Linked DNA regions of Mus musculus: regions 2, 3, 4 and 5 are each linked to region 1. Evidence: chromatin contacts called from public HiCAR-type, HiChIP or PLAC-seq and promoter capture Hi-C data. All regions are on one chromosome and are shown on one strand. Each heading gives the region's core, a stretch centred on a gene start, on an enhancer-like site or on the middle of the called end of the contact. The rest is flanking DNA. Distances are from core to core; before and after follow the strand shown. Region 1 holds the start of Adra2a (adrenergic receptor, alpha 2a). Region 2 holds the start of Acsl5 (acyl-CoA synthetase long-chain family member 5). Region 3 has its middle 17 kb from the start of Gm31418. Region 4 has its middle 4.0 kb from the start of Gm31418. Region 5 holds the start of Gpam (glycerol-3-phosphate acyltransferase, mitochondrial).

Region 1 (3,969 bases), core at 433-2,932:
GAGACATCGGCTCAGATCTGCTCGGACCTTGGACCCTGGCTTGGATGACTGAGTGTGACATTTAGGTGTAGTGATCTCTGAAGTATGACAGATGCTTTCTTAGGTCTCGTGTGTACCCTGTTGACATTCTGTGCTCTCTGGTTCTCCGTGATCTTCCTGCTGCTCGTCTGAAGAAAGAGTTCGGATGGCACAGTGTATCTGGTGCGACAGATACTCCTGCCTGAGTGCTTAGAAACCTTGCCATCTACTGCCAAGCTCCTACCTTTCTCACCAGAGAGAGAACATAGAAAACACCCTTTCTTTCTTGGCTAGCACCCTGCCCTCACCGACAGATGCTGTGCAGATGTGTGTACTTATCTGTGTATTGGGGGTGTAGGAGAAAAGGCCATGTAAGTGGGGATAGAGTCTAATAAGATGTTTTTCTTTCACGTTTAATTGTACAGATGTGTAAGATACTGTATGTTAATTCAATATTACACACAGTATGTAATGACCAAGTCAGGATAGTTAACTTTTCTATTTCCATAATCAGAAACCCCTTTTTGACAAACACATAATAATCCTATACATTTGTGGAGTTCAGTGTAATACTTTAATTCGTGCACACAGTAGGTACTGATTAAAACAGCGTAAGGCTTACATCTACCTATAATGTCATGGCGCTCTTCATAAAGTAGCTGTGCCTCAACTAATGCTTAACGGTTCCCAGTAGTTTAAAGCCAGGCAAGCAGAGAGGAAGATCCAGGACTCTCACATCTGTAGAAGGTTCCGAGCCTTACTCTCATCAGAGGTAGATCTATACAACCTGAAGATTTCTGCATCATGACATAGTGCAGTTTGAAATCTGTCCGTGTCCCCTCCCCCCCCCCCACCCCCGCCGCCCCAGCTTAGTCCAAACTTGCCCCCAAGATAGGAGAAAAATGGAGGAAAGGACTCCAGAGGAGCCTGGAGCCCTTAAGTCGCTTTCCAGCCGTGACGACCAGCGGCCAGCAGGTGTCAGTGCGCTCTCGTTCTGTCATGGCTCAGGGCCTACCCCTCCAGGACCCTTCCCCACCGCCTTTCAAAGGGGCGCAGTGCAGAGTCCAGGCCTTGAGAGTCCCGGCAGCTGCTAGGATAGGAGGCCTTCTCTTCCCTAAGTATGGATAACTCCGGCCTGGTCTGCTCTCGTGGATGCTGGTCCATTCCGCTCCAGTGGTTCCTTAGGAACCCGCACACGCTTACCTCTCCGGGATCCCTTTCATCCCAGTCACCAGAAGCACCTGCGCTTGACCTGGGGCGGGGCTGCTCGCCAGCGACTCTTATGCCACTCTGCATCTCCTAATTCGGGTCCCAGCACCCTGGCACCCTCTTCTGCTAAAACCCAGCTAGATCGGTGTACCGCTGGGCGCCTGCTACTGTCTCCTGGGCCAGCTAGTAGCCGAACGGCCAACTCCCAGCAGGGGCCGCTCCCCACTCCTTAGGCTCTCTCTTATTGCCCCTCGCTCCCTGTACCCGTCTTTCCAAAAGCCGGGTCCCAGAGGCAGCGCTCTCCCGGGTCCGACTCGGGTGCGGGCTCTAGACCTAAGGAGGGGAGGCGCGAGGGGCGGAGGAGGGTCGACTTCCCACGTGGGGGCTGACGCCGGCTGCTCGGCAACGCCGGCTTCATCCTGGGGCTATAAAACCAGTCCAGCGTAGAGCGGCGGAGCAGCCTCGGCTCCCGCTTCCGTGCAGACGCCCAGCAGCCGGCGCACACCGCCCAGCCACCCAGCGCCTCCAGCTCCAAGTCCTGCGGTCCTGCGAAAACTCACGCGGCCCTCCGACCCCCGCCGGGTCTGTGGCGCTCAGCGCCCACCCAGATCGCGGCTAGCAGCCACCCTTGGCTCCGCCGCGGCTCCTGGAGAGCCGGTCGCTCACCTAGCTTGGCCCTGAGGACCGAGGTGGTGGTGGTGGGGGTGCGGCTTCATGCGGCCCCCACACCCTTCACCCCACCGCCGCCGCCCCCGAGCTCTGTGTACAGAGTCCCAGCCCCAGCAGAGCGCACAACTTTGGAAGTCCCGTGGGGCTCCTAGAGGAGGCAGAGTCCGCGCCTTCGCCGGAGGTCCGGCCCAGCCCTCGCCACCCCGCCTGGAGGGTAGCGACGGAGTTGGAAATCTCTTCGAGGGTATAAGAAGACAGACCTAGGACTCCGAGCCCACACCAACACCCCTCCGCTGCCTCTTGGGGTAAGACTTCATGCTTTCGCTCAGCTTAAGAATCAAGGTATAGATGACTAGCTAAATGCATTTGTATAAATTTCTGACATCTTTCCAAATCATCAGGCCACCGATAATTTCTTTTCTCTTTTCTTGAAGAATAAAATCTCTAACCACCAGCTGGCCCTACTCGATCCTGCCGCTTAGAAATAAAACTTGGCTGTGTTTGAGGAGCTGGGAGAGAGAAAGCACCCACCCGGAGCGTCGGAAGGACGAACCGGTGCCAGTTCGCGGGCTCCAGTCCATGGACCACTAGCGGTCCCCAGCTTGGGCCCGAGCTCCCTGCGGCCCTCTTCCTTATGTGAGGCGCGGCGGGACGAACCCCGCACCGGAGGAAGAGGAGGACCCACGGACGCGGGGCCGGAAGGCAGCTGGCAGCAGGCCCACGAGAACCAGCACCCGCGTTCATGTTCCGCCAGGAGCAGCCGCTGGCCGAGGGCAGCTTTGCGCCCATGGGCTCACTGCAGCCGGATGCCGGCAACAGCAGCTGGAACGGGACCGAAGCGCCCGGAGGCGGCACCCGAGCCACCCCTTACTCCCTGCAGGTGACACTGACGCTGGTTTGCCTGGCTGGCCTGCTCATGCTGTTCACAGTATTTGGCAACGTGCTGGTTATTATCGCGGTGTTCACCAGTCGCGCGCTCAAAGCTCCCCAAAACCTCTTCCTGGTGTCCCTGGCCTCAGCGGACATCCTGGTGGCCACGCTGGTCATTCCCTTTTCTTTGGCCAACGAGGTTATGGGTTACTGGTACTTTGGTAAGGTGTGGTGTGAGATCTATTTGGCTCTCGACGTGCTCTTTTGCACGTCGTCCATAGTGCACCTGTGCGCCATCAGCCTTGACCGCTACTGGTCCATCACGCAGGCCATCGAGTACAACCTGAAGCGCACGCCGCGTCGCATCAAGGCCATCATTGTCACCGTGTGGGTCATCTCGGCTGTCATCTCCTTCCCGCCACTCATCTCCATAGAGAAGAAGGGCGCTGGCGGCGGGCAGCAGCCGGCCGAGCCAAGCTGCAAGATCAACGACCAGAAGTGGTATGTCATCTCCTCGTCCATCGGTTCCTTCTTCGCGCCTTGCCTCATCATGATCCTGGTCTACGTGCGTATTTACCAGATCGCCAAGCGTCGCACCCGCGTGCCTCCCAGCCGCCGGGGTCCGGACGCCTGTTCCGCGCCGCCGGGGGGCGCCGATCGCAGGCCCAACGGGCTGGGCCCGGAGCGCGGCGCGGGTCCCACGGGCGCTGAGGCGGAGCCGCTGCCCACCCAGCTTAACGGTGCCCCGGGGGAGCCCGCGCCCGCCGGGCCCCGCGATGGGGATGCGCTGGACCTAGAGGAGAGTTCGTCGTCCGAGCACGCCGAGCGGCCCCCGGGGCCCCGCAGACCCGACCGCGGCCCCCGAGCCAAGGGCAAGACCCGGGCGAGTCAGGTGAAGCCGGGGGACAGTCTGCCGCGGCGCGGGCCCGGGGCCGCGGGGCCGGGGGCTTCGGGGTCCGGGCACGGAGAGGAGCGCGGCGGGGGCGCCAAAGCGTCGCGCTGGCGCGGGAGGCAAAACCGGGAGAAACGCTTCACGTTCGTGCTGGCGGTGGTGATCGGCGTGTTCGTGGTGTGTTGGTTTCCGTTCTTTTTCACCTACACGCTCATAGCGGTCGGCTGCCCGGTGCCCAGCCAGCTCTTCAACTTCTTCTTCTGGTTCGGCTACTGCAACAGCTCGCTGAACCCTGTTATCTACACCATCTT
Region 2 (3,969 bases), core at 567-3,066, 1.2 Mb after region 1:
GAGCCGATATGGGTGACTTCCCCATTTCCTGAAGTGAAGGTGCACTTTCTCTGCCTTATTGTCTAGTCTAGCCTCTTCCTGTCTCAGACCCATAGATTGGGGGGGGGGGGGGGGAGAAAACTCCTATGCAAAGTCATACGCATGCCTGTCCCTTCCCTGAAGCTGACCTTTAAAAAGTTCCACCCCATTCAATGGCAGCTTTCTGAGCCAATTGCTCTATTTTTTTCTTCCCCCTCTTAAATCCATTGCCTAACAATCTCTTGTTTAACCTTTTGCCAAATTCTCCACTTCTGTCAGAGGTGACTCTGAGTGAGCAGGTAACTTCTACCTTTGCACCTCTATCGAAACAGGTCCAAAGGTTCCAGAGCAGCTGGCAGGACACTCAGAGCAAGATCCGGTGGCTTCAGGTGCGCCTCGTCCTGGAGCGTGGAAAGGCAGAGGCAGCTTCATGTGGTGCTGAACAGAGAGAGCTAGCTGCAAGAGAAGCCATTCCTCAACCTAGCTGCTGTGACCATTCTCAAGAGGTAAGCTGCCTTCTCTGGCCTATGGGCTAGAGGGAGTAGATAGATATGGCGGGGGAGAAAGTGAGTGTGTATTCATCTGTAACCTGACTAAAGCTCTTTCATAACAGGGGTGATAATCTCTCAGCTCACTTGTGTGGGAGGCAAAGAAAGATGTCAATTTGAAAGGAAAACATTTGAGCCACTTGACTCTTAGAAGAGGAAAAAAAAATCAAAAGAATTGGAAGAGAATGTGAGGGTATAAAGCCTTTTGTAAAGGGTAAAGTTGGAGCAAGGATGCAGGTTTCTTTCATCTTCCATTCAGAAATTCTTAAGAGGAGCCACTTAACAATTGTTGATGTCTCCGGAGGGAGGAAGGACTTCCGGGTTGTGACACTCTTAGGGTCTGGAAAGCATCCTAAAGGCAGGGTATGTGGTGACATTAGGAGCATCTCCTATAAGGGGAGTAGTATGCCTAACCCACTAGTATAGCTAGTGGTAGAGCTATAGTTGACCTAGTCTGTCTCTACGGTCTGCTCCATCGTATAGAAATCTTGGGCGATGTCAGAATCCTCCCCATGTGGGAAACATTTAGAGTGTCATTACCATGCGGTGGAACTGGATGGAAAGACAAGACAACAAGATCTTAGAATGACCCAGCCCTTGCTGAAACGGACACTTAATTCTAGAGATCCATGACGTCAAAAACAACAATTAGACTAGTTGGTGTGCTCCTGCTATGGGAGATGGGATAAAACAGGACTTAGAAACCAGAGATAGATATCCTAGATAGACATCTGAGGCTTGGCATGCACTTTCCCACCTGAGGTTTTCCTGGGGGGGGGGGGGACGCCGGGGGGGGGGGGGAGAAAAGTCTCCTGGGAAGCTGAGCTCCAAAATTAAACAAAAGCTAGAGGCACCTCTATCCGTCCTTCCCAAGGGGTCAGACCTGCAGGTCTCTGAGGTGTGGCACCGGTTTGTTTTTCCTGGTCTTTATAGCAGGGGTGGGTGGGTATGGGGTGCTCTCTGCACAAAGAAGGAATCCTAAGGTAGGCTAGCACTCTAGTGAAGTCTTCACCTTGAACTTCCTGTCAATCCTTGGAGGGATCAAGGCCGGGAAAATGCTACTTGATTCTGCGTGTCGTGAGGTTGCAGCGGGAGTGGGGGAGAGGGAGGGGGCAGAACCTGTCATCTCTCTTCCAATTCTGAGACCGAGGTCTCCTTGTGTCCCTGGGAGACCAGAACCTCAAAGGGTGATCGATTAAGACAACTGTGAACCCGGATAATGCTGAGGTGTAAGAGGGGTCACAGAACACATTTCATCCTTAAACTTGGCGGGGTGAGAGCCGGAGCTGAGCTGGTGTGTCTGCGGAAAGGGAGCCACTTCAACTGAATGGCTCTCTGCCCCCGTGGTTCCTGGCTTATTTATCTATTCTGTTGTCTCTGCGAGGTGCAGAGGTGCCTGGCTTTTTGAATCAGGGAGGTCTGGGGACTGGCGAAAGGAGCTACACAGAGAAAGAGACAGTCGTGCTGCATCTAACCTAAGGGCGGAGGTCCCTCTAGCTGGACTTTCCTGTCCTGCGAACGCAGCGGGGAACAACGTCACCTCCGTTTCTCTGGCAATGAACCCAGGGCCACCTCAACTCGTTTTCATTTGGATTTTCATCTTGGAGAAGAGCTAGTGGGACCAGCGGGAGCAGGTGGACTGTGTTGATGCAAAGGTGGCTCGTGTTTCAGCCCCTGGGGATTGAGGTTAAAGGCTTTGAAAACCGGCTAGGGTAGCTTTGGATATCTGTCTCCTCCTAGTCAAAAGCGGTTCCACTTTCAGTTGTGAAGGAGGAGGGAAAAAAAAGCCAAACCAGGAAGTGAAGTCCCCAGCACCAGCATGTCAGAAAGCCCGGCTATGGCCTGGCTGGGACAGATCAGGGCAGGGCAGAAGTGGGGCCACTAGCCAGGCTGCCTGCCTGCCTGCCTGCATGGACGCTCTGAAGTCACCCTGCCCGCGGAGAAGCCCGGGGTGAGGAAGGGAGGACCGAGGCTCTCCTGCCAGCAAGAAGCCGGAGCCAGAAAGCCTCACTCGGAAGCTCCAAGGCGTGCGTGCGGCCCTTCCCAGGGTAAGGGATCTGGAGCCGGGTGTGATCCTAGGACGGGGCTCCTGCACGCGTGACAGAGGCATCCCAAATCCCTCCTCCCTGCCCACTTCAGGAAGCTGCTTGGAATTCAAAGCTTGCTGTGCCTCCACGTGTGCGCGCCATGCTCTCTCTGCCTGGGAGTGGAGGGCTCCTCTGCATCAGGAGGGATGAGGGGAAGGAGGAAGAGGACACAGGGAGGGACTTTCTCTTAAGGGGTGGAATACAAGCAGAGACCTTTTGGCAGACCCGAGCACGTGGCGGCATAGCTCCCTGGGGTGGGCTGGGGGGTGGGGGTGGGGGGTTAACCCTGATTTTCACTGAGTTTTGACTCCCTCTGATGGTAAGAGCTAAGGAATCAGTCCAAAGAGATGGAGATACAGGCCGAATGAAGCTGGGTCTCTTTTCAGAGCTATAAACACTGGTTAGACCTAAGATGCTCTTAAAGGGTTTTGGGAGCCTTGAAAAGGGGCTGCAGGAGCTGGGCTTTGATACCTCCTAGTGGTATCGCCCCTCCCCCTCCCCTTTGACAGTCTAGTCTGAATGGCAGGGTTGAATCTAAACTTCCTACTTACAGTTGATTGGTGCCTTGTAAGAGGCAGGGTCTAAAATAAAATAAAGCATTGGTCAGGTTTAAAAACTGGAGATAGAAGGCAGTGGATTCTGACCCCGCCCTCTGTGTGCACATGGCAGTTATTTCAGGTAATTTTAGAATTCACCTTGGAAGGAACAGTATAAAATCTTGTGAGCATCACTCATGTGTCCGTCTCTACCAATGAAAGGCACAATAGACTAAATAAAACAATAGCTGTAAATGCAGGCGCTTTGAGAAAAGCAGGTAGCTTACTTAGGCAGGCGAAGTAGCTGGTGTATTTATGGGATATTGGTGTTGGAGACACTAGAAAAAATTGCAGCTCCTATAACCCAGAGAAGCATATTCAATTTAATTAAAAAAAATACTGTTCAGATAAACGAAATTTCAGCCAAGCTATATTACAATTTTATTTTATTTTATTTATTTATTTATTTTGAAACTGATTTTTCACTTTACTTCTTAGGCAGGTGGGGCTGGCCATCTGCCTGTCTCAGCTGCCCAAGTGCTGGGGTTATATGCCTGGGTATATGCTAGTTATTTAGGGCAAAGATACCTTCCACAATATCAGTGTGCCTCTGTGCACCTCAGTGCTACCTCACAGTGAAGAGGCACGTCCTGGGACAGTATGCTACAGAAGGGCAGAGAACTGAGTTCACTGCCAGCACATAGTAGATATCATATTTGAGCAAGATGTTGTTTTGAGGTGGGTGACTTCTCTATTTAATGGTTAAAAAAAAGTGTCAGA
Region 3 (3,969 bases), core at 402-2,901, 1.1 Mb after region 1:
AGAGACACCCCCCACTCCCATTGTTAGGAGACCCTTAACCCCAAGTTCAAAAACCACAGTATTTCTCTTACCCCTTCTTAATCCTATTCCCAGCTAATCTTCCTTCCGCCTTCCCGTGTGTGTTTGTTGTGCTTGGTGACCCAGTAAATTCAGTTATGTCTACTTACAGGAACATGGGCAACTTACCATTAACTACACCACTGAAGAAAATGTACCCCCCTTCCCCAGCAACCACTCCTTGCTTGTAGATCCTCAGGGAGGGGCTAGCCTCCTCAGGGAGGGGCTAGCCTCGTGAGCTTCTCTCCTGTCCATGAGAGGATGTGGACAGGCTGTGCTTTGTGCCAATCAGGGGCTGGTAAGCACAGCTGCTGAGAGTCCCAGAACGGAGTGGGCATGGCATGCCCAAAAGCGGCAGGCATTCCATAGCATGCCCTCCCCTCCCCCTCTTTCCTGGTGCCCTCAGCCTTGAAGGGTTGGCATCACGGGTGTGTGTGTGTGTGTGAGAGAGACAGAGAGAGAGAGACAGAGAGAGAGAGAGAGAGAGAGAGAGAGAGAGAGAGAGAGAGAGAGAGAGAGAGAGAGAGAGAGAGAGAGAGAGAGATGTCCCATTTAAGGTTGAGCATTCCAGAGTTACTTATTCTAAGCACTTGGACCAGTTGGGAGTCTTTAGCAACCACCACAGACAGCACAAGGAAGCGTCTGTGATTAAGGCCGATAGCATCACTAACCTGTGGATGTGAACAGAACTACTTAGAAGGTAGCTTTCAGGCACATCGTGTCCATTTAACAAAATGACAGCAGTAGTGTTCTATTAGGGCACGACTATGTTTTTAATACACACACACACATATAAGTCTATGTGTCTGCATATACACACTATTATGTGTTTTGTTGTTGTTCAAGACAGTGGTTCACTATGAAGCCTAGGCTAGATTGAAATGCACACTTCTTCCTTAGCCTCCTAAGTGCTGGGATAACAGGTGCAGACCTCCTTACTAAGCATGTATCTTCAGAAACGAATGAATTCCTACTTTGTGCTAGTTGTCTCTAGAGGGTGAGTTTTAGTGTTTCTGTTGATTTTCCCATGCTACCTGTTTTATTCTTTTATTTTGCTTCTCACCTGTAACAGGGGTACATTCCCTTGCAATAAGTAAGCAAGCAATACTCTCTAAGTTGGTAATTACTTGTGGTGCATTGTCACAGAACAACAGTCTAGCAGATGTGTTCTCAGTTTTCATAAATATGCATGAGAAAAGCAAAAGCCTGAAGAAGTGTCTTCAAATGTTTTAAGGCTAGACTGATGTTTTCATTTTCTGCCTCTGCTTTTCGGATGCCTCTGTTTTCCAGATGGATCCTTACGTAGATGTGAAACAAATGACATACTTGGGTCGAGCAGTTGTTCTCGTGGGCTGGGGAGAAACTGAGAAACTGGCTTTGGGAAGAGGGAGGGAAGGGGGACCAGGGAGAGGGAGGGAGAGGAAAGGAAAGAGAATGGACAATGAATGGGAATTCTATTGAGAAACAGGCCTTTGATTGTTTAGGTCAAAAGGCCAGAGGAAAACGTTGACGCCTCCCATTTTCTTCCTACCAGGGCAGTGTCTACTAAGAAACTCTAAACCCCCTTAACATTCTTCAGGGGATTCTCAAGTCCAGGGCTCAGAACTATGCATAGAGAGCTATTTGTTCCTGGGTGGAGAGGCAGCTGGGGAACGGGGCTCACTGTTTCAGCAAATATGGCTGCAGGAAGGGGAGCGTTCCCATCAGCCTCTCGCCACAGCGCTGAAAGGCTGTCCAGCTGGCTGTCCAGCAGGAAGATACCCTTAGGTTTTGCTGGGGGTGATAACCTCTGCGAAAATCCAATAGCTATTTCCTGATCTCTCTCTCTCCCTCCCCCTCCCCTCCCCCTCTCCCCCTATTCTCCTCCCCTCTCCTCTCTCTGTCTCCATGCCCCCTCCCCCAAACACACACAAAAGGAAAGGAAAGGAAACAGGGAAAGTTCCTTCTTACTCAAAGCTTCCAGAACAATGGGGCTAAATTGCATGGTCTGATGAGCAGAAGTAGGCCAGGCCTGGATGGGGGAAGAGCAGACCAGACCTAGGAGAGGGTAAGAATGATCTCAGGGAGGGTAAAGCTTTAGGATCACCCCCCACCCCACCCCACCCCCCCCCCCCCACACACACACACACACACACGTACTCCTCCTCCTGCCACATCTGTTACTTCTAACTAGCACAGCTCTTTCTCACTTGCTTGGTGCTCAAAAATCTTAAACTAGCAATTCAGGCAAGTGTCCCAGGGTTCACAGAAGGAAAACAAAACAAAACAAAACAAAACGTTGGCCTAACCCAGACATCAGGAGAACTGGAGAGAGCCCATAAGAAAGTTCTAAAGGTGGGATGGGGGTTACACACCTAAGGGAAGGCAAGGAAAACAAGGTCCCTCCAGCACCAGCAAGGGCAAGGGAAAGGGGGAGGCTAGCAGTTCTCTGTAGCCATGATACAGGACAAGGGAACACAGGACTTGAAAGACAGCCACTGAGGGAAGCAGGGAGCAGGCAGAGTTTGCACACAGTGCAGCAGAGTGCAGCAACTTGGGGCTCGAGCAGGAGCAACGTGGGGTCAGGGTCTGGTGAGTCTGGCTAGCTTCTTTGAAAACCTGGGCACATAGGGGTCAAGAAGCTCTTCTGGGAACCAGGGACCTGGACTCAGGAGGCTGCTGGGTGGCCTGAAAACTGCCCAGACGCTGGAGTCTGCTCAGATGTCTGTCTAGCTATGGAGGTAGAAGAAGGAGCCAAAAATGGAGACGCTGGAGCATGTCCCTGTTCTGCAGTGTGACATCTGAACAGCTCTTCACTCCGTCAAGTGAACCTTCAGATAAGGTGGCACCTTCAGACCACAACACTGCAGTTTCAAGCTGTGCACCAGGTGCATCTGTGCCCGAGGTGCCTCTATGGCCAATTCTCTCCTCCACACCACTGACCCCTCTCTAGCTGCTACAGTGGGAAGAGGCCTCACTCCTTACGTGCAGGACTGAGTCAGCTTTTCTCACCCTAACTGTGATGTTGGCCAAGCCCCTTCCCTGTTAGCCTAGCTGGCCCCATGTGTGGTGTGATGAGAGGCCCAGGTTTAATGCACATGGCCCTCCAAAGTCCACTGGCTCTCTTGTTCCTTTTGGCTGACCTGGCTCCAACCTCCACACAACCTAAGCACTGGTCAGTCTTGCACTTTGGCCAGAAGCCACTCTGACCACAGCTGGCCCTCCCAGCCCCCTCCTCTCTCAGTTCCAGCCCCAGGGACTCAGTCTCTCTCAAGTTCTGAATGTGCTCTCCATCCCGGGGTCCTGACATGTTCTAGAAGTCCTTCAGCCTGGAGTGCTCTTCCAGGGGGCTGGTGGGTGGGGAGAGAGTGTCCCCTCAATTCCCAGTAGCTCTTTCAGGATCACCTGACCCCACCACCTACCACAGCTCCTTCTCTCTTTGCACATATCCTTAAGCTCCCACCCTGATTCCGGTGAGAGCCTCACCACACACTTCTTGCCCAATGTGGGTTATCTTTATTTGCAATACTTCTTCCCAATATGAGGAAAGCTTCAGGAAAACAGATTTCAGCCAGGGGAATTTGCTGTTAGAGCCCCAGCACCCGGAACACCAGAATGTGGTTAATAGCTATTTGTCAAATGAGTGTTAAGTGAATGAATGAATGAATGAATGAATGAATGTATAAGGGTGGGCTCATACTGTCCAGTGTTAACCTCACTGTTTGGCTTCTGTTTCCAGCTAACTGGATTGGGTTTTTCCAACCTCTGGGGTCCAGGCATCTTCTCCTTTCCCCTATTCTTGCCCCCGGGTTTCTACATGTGTCATAAGCTGCTTCTCCAATGTTATTCAGGTCCTTCGACTTGCTTTCTCCACCCCAGGTCAGCCCAGAAAGGCCTGAAGTTCAGATGGAAAACATTAAAACATCTTTTGTT
Region 4 (3,969 bases), core at 706-3,205, 1.1 Mb after region 1:
GCTTGGGATCTGAGGCAAAGACCATGGGGAGAGAGGAGGAAGGAGGAGGAAGGTACCCTGGGGTTGGTGGATCATGAGCACACGAGTCTGTTGTAGGAACAGACCAGGTATAGCCTGGCAAGTGATATCTCGGAGATAATTGAAACAGACAAAAGAAACAAGAAACAGACAAAATAACACAAAGGGTTGATCTCTGTTCAGCTCTAAAACTTATTATAAATACAAAGCTTCTTGTGTTTCTTGGTTACTAAATTATCTAAGGTGGGATAAAAACCCACAAATAATATTCACCACAGCATGATGGTGCACACATTCTAGTTCTGCCCCTGGGACGGCAGAGACAAGCAGATGCCTGGAGTTCACTCTCCAGCCAGTCTTGCCTAATTGGCTGGCCCTGGGTCCTAGTGAGAGACTATGTCTCAAAAGGTAGGCGGATACTGCCTGAGGTACAACACTTGACCTTAGCCTACACATTCACATCCTTACACATATACCTGGACACATGTGGTCACACACACACACACACACACACACACACACACACACACATACACCCCTTGCAAATTTATCCTTAGTTTACTGGGAAAGGCATTGCCTATGTAAATCTATGAGTGTTAGGAACCACTAGAGATTGCTGGAGAAATAGCTTAGAGGCTCAGCTAAGAAAGAAGACAAACTACGACAAGGGCAGAGAAGGGAGTGAAGGTCAAAGTAGAGACACGGTTGCCCCGTGACACACTGCACTGTTCCACTCTCCAATGTCACATGCAGTTCCTGTTAGTGACCTGTCCCCTCTTCTGGGATGTGAATTCCTTAAATGGAGTGGCTCTGCCTTGTTGCAGAGTCCTGGGACTAATTAGAGGTGGGTCAGGGATGTTGGCCTACTGACGGGGTGCTGAGGAAGCAAAGTGCTAAGGACCCAAAGTGATGCTTATCAGACCCACGACACATTCTCTGTTATCTAAGGGTGCCCGCTATGCTGCCTGGTGTGGGGAATTCCACCCATCCAGCAAGCTCACCCTAAGCATCAGTGTACAAGACAATAACATGTGATTCAGTAGGGACTAAGAGTGTGGCAAAGTGCTTGGGGATTTGTAAACAAAATCTCAGCATCTCTTACAAGTCCCATGGAGCTCCATCTGGGAGAGGGGAGGGGGAGCCAGCCTTCTGCTGCTGCCTGGTCCCCTGGCTTTCATTTTCCCAGGCCCTTGTTCTTCCAAGTTGCTACTTGGAATTGACTCAAAATACATAGCGTTACCAGCAATGTTCAAGTAGCCCATGACAACTACCCCTCCTCTGCAGAGAGGCTAGCGTAAGGGTTCACTGGGAAAGGGACGCCCTGGCCTAGGGTGGAGCAATCTATGTGATTGGTGGTGGTGGTAGTAGGGGTGCCATGTTTTTCTTTAGTTTGGTTTGGGTGTTTGTTTGCTGTTTTGGGGGTTGGGGAATGGTTGACTGCCTTGGTTTGTGGCAAGACACTTGAAGCCCAATACACAGCCACGCCCCCATTCTGGGTGGAGACAAAGCAAAGCTTTGAAGTGAGGTCAGTGTAGTGAGACAGCCAGAAGGGTAGGAAAGGCAAAAGCCAGGCCTGTGGCAGCATCTGCTGTCACTGGGGCCCCTGAGGAAGCACCCAGGAACAGGGACTGGGTGCTCTCATTATCACACCCAGCATGACACCCCAGAACCCCATTCCACATCTAAGTGCAATTGAAGAACTGGATGGCACTGAAGTGGGGTGGATCGGGTTCTGGGAACTGAATGTTGACAATGGACAACCCCCACCCCACCCCCTGCAATGTTACTGTCAAGTTCTCCAGAATGGAGAGAGAGAGGCAGGCGTGCGGTTGCCTTGGAGAATAATGGGCCATCTGAACTGCCTTTGGAAATCTCCTGGTGTAGAGTTCCTCTGCACAGCTTCTTTGTTCCTTTCTCAACATTTGATCCTCTGAGTGCCCATCCAATGAGGAGTTTAAAATCCAGAATACAAGTGCCGAGTGTTCTGGGCCTTGAATTCACAGTGCTGGTCCGTCCTGCCAGTAATTGTTTCCTTCGAGCATCTTTGGCTAAAACAACCAGGCCCCAGCGAGGTCTCTTTACCCCTTGTGCCCAGAAAGCAATGGTCAGGGCTTGACTAAGGCAGGAGTGAGGCCCCAGATAGGGAAAAGGAAATGAAGAGAGTTGATTGGCTGTCAGAGACTGGGTGGAGGCGTGGTGAGGGTCAGCGGTGCAGACCCCTACTGGAAAGGCGGGGAGGCTCCTTCTGCGTGGCTCAGGAGCCCGAGGCCTGCAGTCCTCCTTTCATCCCTAACCTTCCAACTGCCTTCCTGGCCACTGTTTTTGTCTGGGAAATATGCTAACCAAGTTTTTAAAGCGCACTCTCTAATGTCCTGGCCTGAGAATTCATAAAAGATAGTAGACAAGACACCTGGTACTACCAGGGCAGGCCAAGTGGGCAGCTCTGGGAACACGCATGGGCGACCAAGGAAGAGACCATGAGCCCATCTCCAAAGCTTCAGCTCCCAGCTCACCTCCTAGGCTCCTGATCTCAGAACTTCCCCAGCAGAAAACAATATTCTGGATGGGTTTATCACCCAAGCTATTCCTGTGGGATTTGAAGGAAGGGGATGTGGGATGCTGGCTACAGGAGCGACATAATTCCTGAGACAAAGCAAAGGGAGAAGGGAGTTGTCACTGCCGGCAGGGAAGAATTCAGGAGGTCTCCTAAGAGGAGGTGCACCCGTGCTTTCTTCTGGGTCAGCCTCTCTCCAGGAGAAGTAAGACAGAAAAGCAACAGAAAAAGAATCACAAGCCTCTCCCTTGCCATTTGCTTGTTCAAGAGCATCTTAGATGTCAGCATGAACAACTCGGTCTGAGGGAACCACGCGGTCCAGCTTCTCTTGTTCACAGATTCTGAGCCCCATAGTAAGCAGATCCTTAGCCCATGCAGGGCCACTGCTGCATGCCCGCTGAAGTGAAGCATACAAACACTGTAGTTCACCAAACAGCCCTTTCATGACTGGATACCACTCCCTTCTAAGTCCTTTGTCCTCTCCAAAGACACAAATGGCCTGCTGCTTTTAATGCCTGGTGCACCATTCATATTTAGCTTGTCCAAGGGCAACTGGTTTTCTTTGCTTCCCTGTTCACCCTGTTCCATGTGCTGAAAACACAGTAAGTCCACCACAGAATCTCTTTTCTCAAAGTCACTTTCATGAAAGAAGTGCTGTGCCCATTTTACAGATGGGGAAAACAAGGTTTAAATATCAAGGAGAAACATAGGATTTAATTACAGATATAAATAATTTTTCTCCTTCTATGATCTACTATGATTCTAATAAGATTAACCAAAAAAAGGACAGTCCTTTAATTTGAGTTCCTTAGCGTAGACGTAAATACACCAAGACAATTTTCTGGGAGTAGAGAGAGAGAGAGCAATTCAGAGTGGGCATCTTCAGGTAATAGCATGGGCCCAAAGCATTAGTGACCTAAGCAGGTGCTAGAGCTGAGAAAGGAAGGAGAGGCTGATGGCTTGCCACATGGAAGATCCTCCAATGACAGGGGAAGCCACAGGACTCTGAAATCTCCATTTACCACACTAACTTATAACTAACCCTCAACTTCCAGTCTGCTTGTTGGGGATTGGTTCTAATGCTTTGGTTTAATCAGGAATCTGCCTGTCCAAACGCTGAAGGTCCTTGTCCTCAGTTGGCTTTTGATTGATCAATAAAGATGCCAGCTGCTAATGGTTGGGCATAGGGAGTCTGGGCAAGACTTTTAGATTTGCTCAGGCTAGAAACTGGAAAAAAAAAAAAAAGAGAGAGACAATTGCCATGACTTGGGAGTGTGGGGGAGAAGGGTGGGATGTAGGAGCTGCAGGAGAGAGAGAGCCAACCAGCCATGCGAAAATTCAGTTGAGTGGCCACTGGCCACTTCTTTGATTGGGCCAGGGGGAGCAGGGGAAAGTTT
Region 5 (3,969 bases), core at 718-3,217, 1.1 Mb after region 1:
GTGTGTTTACATCGGCCAAGGCTGTATTCCGATGAACTGGGCAGATAAGAAACGTCTATTGTGCCAACTGTCACTGAAGACTCCTCCATGGCAGAACGTGCAAGTCCCAAACCATGTGCTGTAAGAAATAAGCACTACTCAAGGAAGTATCCAGAGAGTAACCCCGGGCCTCAAACTGCTCATCTCCTCACAGTTCTGCTTAGTAACAAGATATTACATGAACTGACAGATTGCTAGTGTAGTGAGTAGCAGCAAAAAGCTATAGCTTGGTGGTAGAGTGCTCATCTGGCCCGATCTGTTTACATGTCTGCTAAACTGCCCTGACCTCAAAGGTCAACATTCACAGACCAGTATTTTCCGAACATACAAGGATACAGCAGCTGTAGCCTTCAGATTCCTGGGCAAAACTGTCATGAGAAGTCACTTGTAAAAAAAAGGAAGACAACTTCAAAATAAGGCACTTGTAATAATACTGGCTTGCAACGAATAATTATTTCACTTTTGTTAATAACTGAGTATCCCTGGGAGGATAGAGACAAAAACTTTTTTATTATTTATTTATGGATGTGTGTGCATGTATAGGCATATACATATGAGTGCTGGAGGAGGCCAATACTGCACATCAGATCCCTGGAGCTAGGTCGTGAGCTACCTGATGCAAGTGCTGGGACCAAACTCTGATCCTCTGAAAGATCAGCGGGACTGTTAACCACTGCGCCACATCTCCAGCCCCAGCGTAAGCTTACTTGGTAAGACATTTTATATGTATGAATGCAGCTTTTTTTAATTTTTAAAAACCTTATATCATCTTTATTTAATTATTTTAGCTGCTGGCTTCCCCCTGCCCCCCAGCATTAGATTCTTCTCTTAAAATCAAAATCCACCTTCAGTGAGAGAACACTGTTCTCTAAGAGGAACACCTGGACTCTTTACAATCCCCACGTGGATTTGCTCCGATAACTGTTTAGCCTCAAAACAACATCTGCCCTTAGCCGTTCAGCATAAGCAATCAGCTGACACCAGAGATCAGTAAAGCACCCCATCTGGTGGGAAAAGTTCTTTATTATAAAGATTCGACGCCCCCTCCCCCTACCAACTTCCGGTTCTGAATGGCCACACAACGGAGGGGGGCCGGGAGTGGGGGAGCACACTGCAGCCTGAGAAAAGAAATGAGGCGATCGGAGGAGGAAAGGGAGGCTTGTGCCAACAGACGTCCAAGCCTTGCTCCTCCAGCCCCACAGGGTTTACTTGAGGTCAAGCCAGATTTTTTTACAGGAGAGGGGAGGAGAATAAAAGAAAAGAATCCCAGAGGCTCTAAACAGCAGTGCTGAGCAGGGAAGAAAACAAAATCTGACAGTGGGCCACAGGCAGGGGCAAGGGGGCCCCTCTGGAGTTCAAGGCCCCGTCTGCACACCACGCATGTGAATTTGGACAAGTTGGTTAACTACTACGCCTTGCTTCTCCCATCTGGAAAATGGGCAGCATGCCACCCGACAGCTGTGTCCGGCTGCAGGGAGGGCAGGGGTCTCCATAGCACGCCCGGGACACTGTGGGGTACGCGGGGCTGCTGTCAGCGGGCGGTCCCTGGAGCCAGCTGCTCGCGGAGTCCCCCGCTGCCTCGGTTTCCCTCCCGGCCCCCCGGGACGGAGCGTGCTGGGATGTCAGCCCTGCTGGTGCTGTCACTGCAGCCCGGTCCCTGGAGCGATACCGTGCCCACCCATCCGGGAGCCCGGCCCACTCCAGGGGGAACCCGGGTGTCCGCCCCGGACTCTTGCAAAGCCTCGGGCGGGCCCAGGGAGAGCGGCGCCCACCCACGCACCTGACCCCGCGCTCCGGCCCAGCGGCGTCTGCAGCCGCAGCCCGCACCGCGCACAGCGCACCGCGCTCCTCTCCACCCGCCCGGCAGCTCGCGCCTGGGCGCACGCAGCTGCCAGCGCTTCGGCTCTGCGCCTGCTGCAGCGGCGCGCCGCGATGACGCGGGCGGCGCGCGGCAGTGACGTCGGGGCTGCCGGCCGCCAGGCTTAGCGTAAGGCGCTTGGAGGAAGGGGACGGTGGGGACGGAGAGCATGGGGAGTGAGCCTGATGTCTACACTGCCCAAGCTGCATGCTTCGTGCATCGGCCGGTGGGTCTGTCTGTCTGTCTGCCATCTCCCTTGCGTGACCTCAGCTAGCCTAGGCTAGCACCAGGCCCTGTCCTGTGGCGGAATGCATTCGGGCTGCGTGGGTTTAGGTACTTGTGCGTGATCTTGCCTTTTTGTATGTGAGACCAAGCTCAATTTGTGAAGAATGAAGAGGCAAGGACTGCAGAGTGCAACGTTGTGAAATGTCTGAGTGACCGAGCCCGCAACGGCGAAAAAAATGTAGAATAGACAAAGGAAGGCTTGAAAGATAACTAAAAACATGCCCATAGCTCCCTAGAACCCAAATGCCTGGGCCCAGCACATCAGACATAAACAGAGAGGCCGCTCCTCTCCCTCTGTCCCCAGCAGTTGTCCCTGCTGTGGCCCGGAGATGCTGTCCCTCTCCTGTTGTGCTTCTGCCTCTCATCCCAGCACTCTGTAGTCCCAGAACTGCTTCTCCAAGCCTTCCCTTCCACCCCATTCCTCCATTATCACAGCCTCCTGCGACATCTCAAAGATTAACCAGAGCACCATGTCTCAGGTCCTCATCCATCGGTGTCAGACTGCAAACCCATGGCAGCGACAGTGCCTTACATCAGGGTCCTAATTAATATGTTATAATAAGCACCCAGTAAATACTGGGAGCTGAGGCACAACAAGAAAAACTAGATTTCCTTAGCTTGAACTTTCCACTTCTCTTTATAAACCCATCCTACAAAGCAAATATTCTCTTCTGGGAAACAACCCCAGAGAGTAGAAGTGGCCATTCATCAAGGACCCTGCCTTGATTTAGCCTCACATGTACCTTAGCAAAAAAAAAAAACAAACATACTTCACTAAGGCTCTCAAGGAGTGTATATTGGCTACAAAGAGTAATTTCTTATCCCAAAACATTGTGAAATTTTGTGCACAGGATACAGGGGCCCTAACAACAAAACAGGCATGGAAGGAAAGCATGAAGAAAAACTTTAGATTGATAAAGAAGATAAGAGAAATGAATTAGACTGACAAAGAAATTCTAAAATGTAAGCCATATGGAAAGTGTGTCTTACATAAAACTCAGTCATAGTGACTCTTCTTGCACAAGAGTGGCTGTGCATGTGAATGTGGGTTTGCCGTGCTAAGTTCTGGTTACATAATGAAAATTGTTTTGGAAACAGGTGGCACCCTAAGCAATTTATTTTATCAGCAGAGTGATTTATAGTAACCAGTCTAGCCAGTCAAGATGGAGCAACAGGGGAGAATTTGCTGTCTTATTTAATACAAGAAAAACCAAACAGGCAGTATAAAACAGTGACATTCAAGAATCAGACATTCTGTACCTTAGGTCGACAGTCCAAGGGGAGGCACACAATGAGCTGAACCCTGTACTTGCTTTGGCTTATCACCTAGAGAGAGTTATCAGGCTTCAGTACAGAAAGAAGGAATTCAGCCAGGTTTAGGTAGACTGAAATGAGGAGATAGAATTGAGAGACTATGGGTGTCAAAGCAGGAGCAACATCAGAGTACCAGAGAGGAGAAAGCTATGTGGCAAAAGAAGCCATGGAGACCTGCAGACACAGGTTCAGGGAAGAAGAACACATAAACATGAAGTGAAGAAGAACACTCACTGTGGCTAGCACAATATGGGGACTGCTCTTGGATCTACAAGTCATAGCTAAAAGATTCTCGGTGGTCATAAAGGATGCTTAAAATGCCTGATCTTCAAAGACTCTAGAAACCTCATTATTTATGACATAAATGATCTCACCTCAGTAGCAGAGCAAAAATAGCCCTACAATAAAGTCATATTATGGTCATATTTAACAACCCTAAAAACCCAGTGCCACCCCTACCCCTTGGACAATTT

Evidence for each region. Promoter capture Hi-C pulls out the DNA fragments that hold promoters and counts their contacts. HiCAR-type assays count read pairs that join an accessible place to other places. HiChIP or PLAC-seq counts read pairs in DNA pulled down with a chosen protein or histone mark.
Region 2: a contact with region 1 is called in an H3K27ac HiChIP or PLAC-seq map of embryonic stem cells, with 7 times the contacts expected there. The contact joins the promoter of Acsl5 here to the promoter of Adra2a in region 1. A contact is called at or near these places in 12 of 39 promoter capture datasets (the 3T3-L1 cell line, the HPC-7 cell line, the SN4741 cell line and 7 more), 1 of 484 Hi-C or Micro-C datasets (embryonic stem cells), 12 of 115 datasets of contacts at active chromatin or transcription factors (T-cell acute lymphoblastic leukemia, acute myeloid leukemia, embryonic stem cells and 6 more) and 3 of 9 other capture datasets (adipose tissue, embryonic stem cells and liver).
Region 3: a contact with region 1 is called in an H3K27ac HiChIP or PLAC-seq map of embryonic stem cells, with 11 times the contacts expected there. The contact joins the enhancer-like site here to the promoter of Adra2a in region 1. A contact is called at or near these places in 10 of 39 promoter capture datasets (the 3T3-L1 cell line, cranial neural crest, embryonic stem cells and 4 more), 5 of 115 datasets of contacts at active chromatin or transcription factors (embryonic brain, embryonic forebrain, embryonic stem cells and 1 more) and 1 of 9 other capture datasets (embryonic stem cells).
Region 4: a contact with region 1 is called in a promoter capture Hi-C map of liver, with 5 times the contacts expected there. The contact joins the enhancer-like site here to the promoter of Adra2a in region 1. A contact is called at or near these places in 18 of 39 promoter capture datasets (the 3T3-L1 cell line, 3T3-L1-derived adipocytes, the HPC-7 cell line and 12 more), 8 of 115 datasets of contacts at active chromatin or transcription factors (SST interneurons, craniofacial prominence, differentiating embryonic stem cells and 4 more) and 1 of 9 other capture datasets (embryonic stem cells).
Region 5: a HiCAR-type map of astrocytes shows a contact between it and region 1, with 7 times the contacts expected there. The contact joins the promoter of Gpam here to the promoter of Adra2a in region 1. A contact is called at or near these places in 14 of 39 promoter capture datasets (the 3T3-L1 cell line, 3T3-L1-derived adipocytes, the HPC-7 cell line and 9 more), 7 of 484 Hi-C or Micro-C datasets (bone marrow-derived macrophages, cranial neural crest, embryonic fibroblasts and 1 more), 17 of 115 datasets of contacts at active chromatin or transcription factors (VIP interneurons, astrocytes, craniofacial prominence and 10 more) and 1 of 9 other capture datasets (liver).

The regions. Positions count from the first base shown.
Region 1 is chr19:54,043,577-54,047,545 of GRCm38.p6, forward strand. It overlaps Adra2a (adrenergic receptor, alpha 2a), which reads left to right and starts at 1,683. Exons shown (of 1, transcript NM_007417.5): 1 at 1,683-3,969. The coding sequence starts at 2,639.
Region 2 is chr19:55,251,553-55,255,521 of GRCm38.p6, forward strand. Acsl5 (acyl-CoA synthetase long-chain family member 5) reads left to right here and starts at 1,817. Exons shown (of 22, transcript NM_027976.2): 1 at 1,817-2,614.
Region 3 is chr19:55,142,155-55,146,123 of GRCm38.p6, forward strand. No RefSeq gene overlaps it. Among named protein-coding and RNA genes, the nearest start is that of Gm31418, 17 kb to the left of the region's middle. Within about 2 kb of position 1,652, at least 40 of the 459 cell types and tissues checked have an H3K27ac peak or open chromatin away from gene starts, as enhancers often do. A contact at or near this core is called in embryonic forebrain, embryonic stem cells, liver and 1 more, where this site is marked.
Region 4 is chr19:55,121,261-55,125,229 of GRCm38.p6, forward strand. It overlaps a transcript of Gpam not described here. Among named protein-coding and RNA genes, the nearest start is that of Gm31418, 4.0 kb to the right of the region's middle. Within about 2 kb of position 1,956, at least 60 of the 459 cell types and tissues checked have an H3K27ac peak or open chromatin away from gene starts, as enhancers often do. A contact at or near this core is called in liver and stem cell-derived neural progenitor cells, where this site is marked.
Region 5 is chr19:55,097,510-55,101,478 of GRCm38.p6, forward strand. It overlaps Gpam (glycerol-3-phosphate acyltransferase, mitochondrial), which reads right to left and starts at 1,968. Exons shown (of 21, transcript NM_008149.4): 1 at 1,820-1,968; 2 at 1-118. The coding sequence starts at 89. It overlaps Gm31356 (a long non-coding RNA gene), which reads left to right and starts at 2,034. Exons shown (of 3, transcript XR_001782666.2): 1 at 2,034-2,123.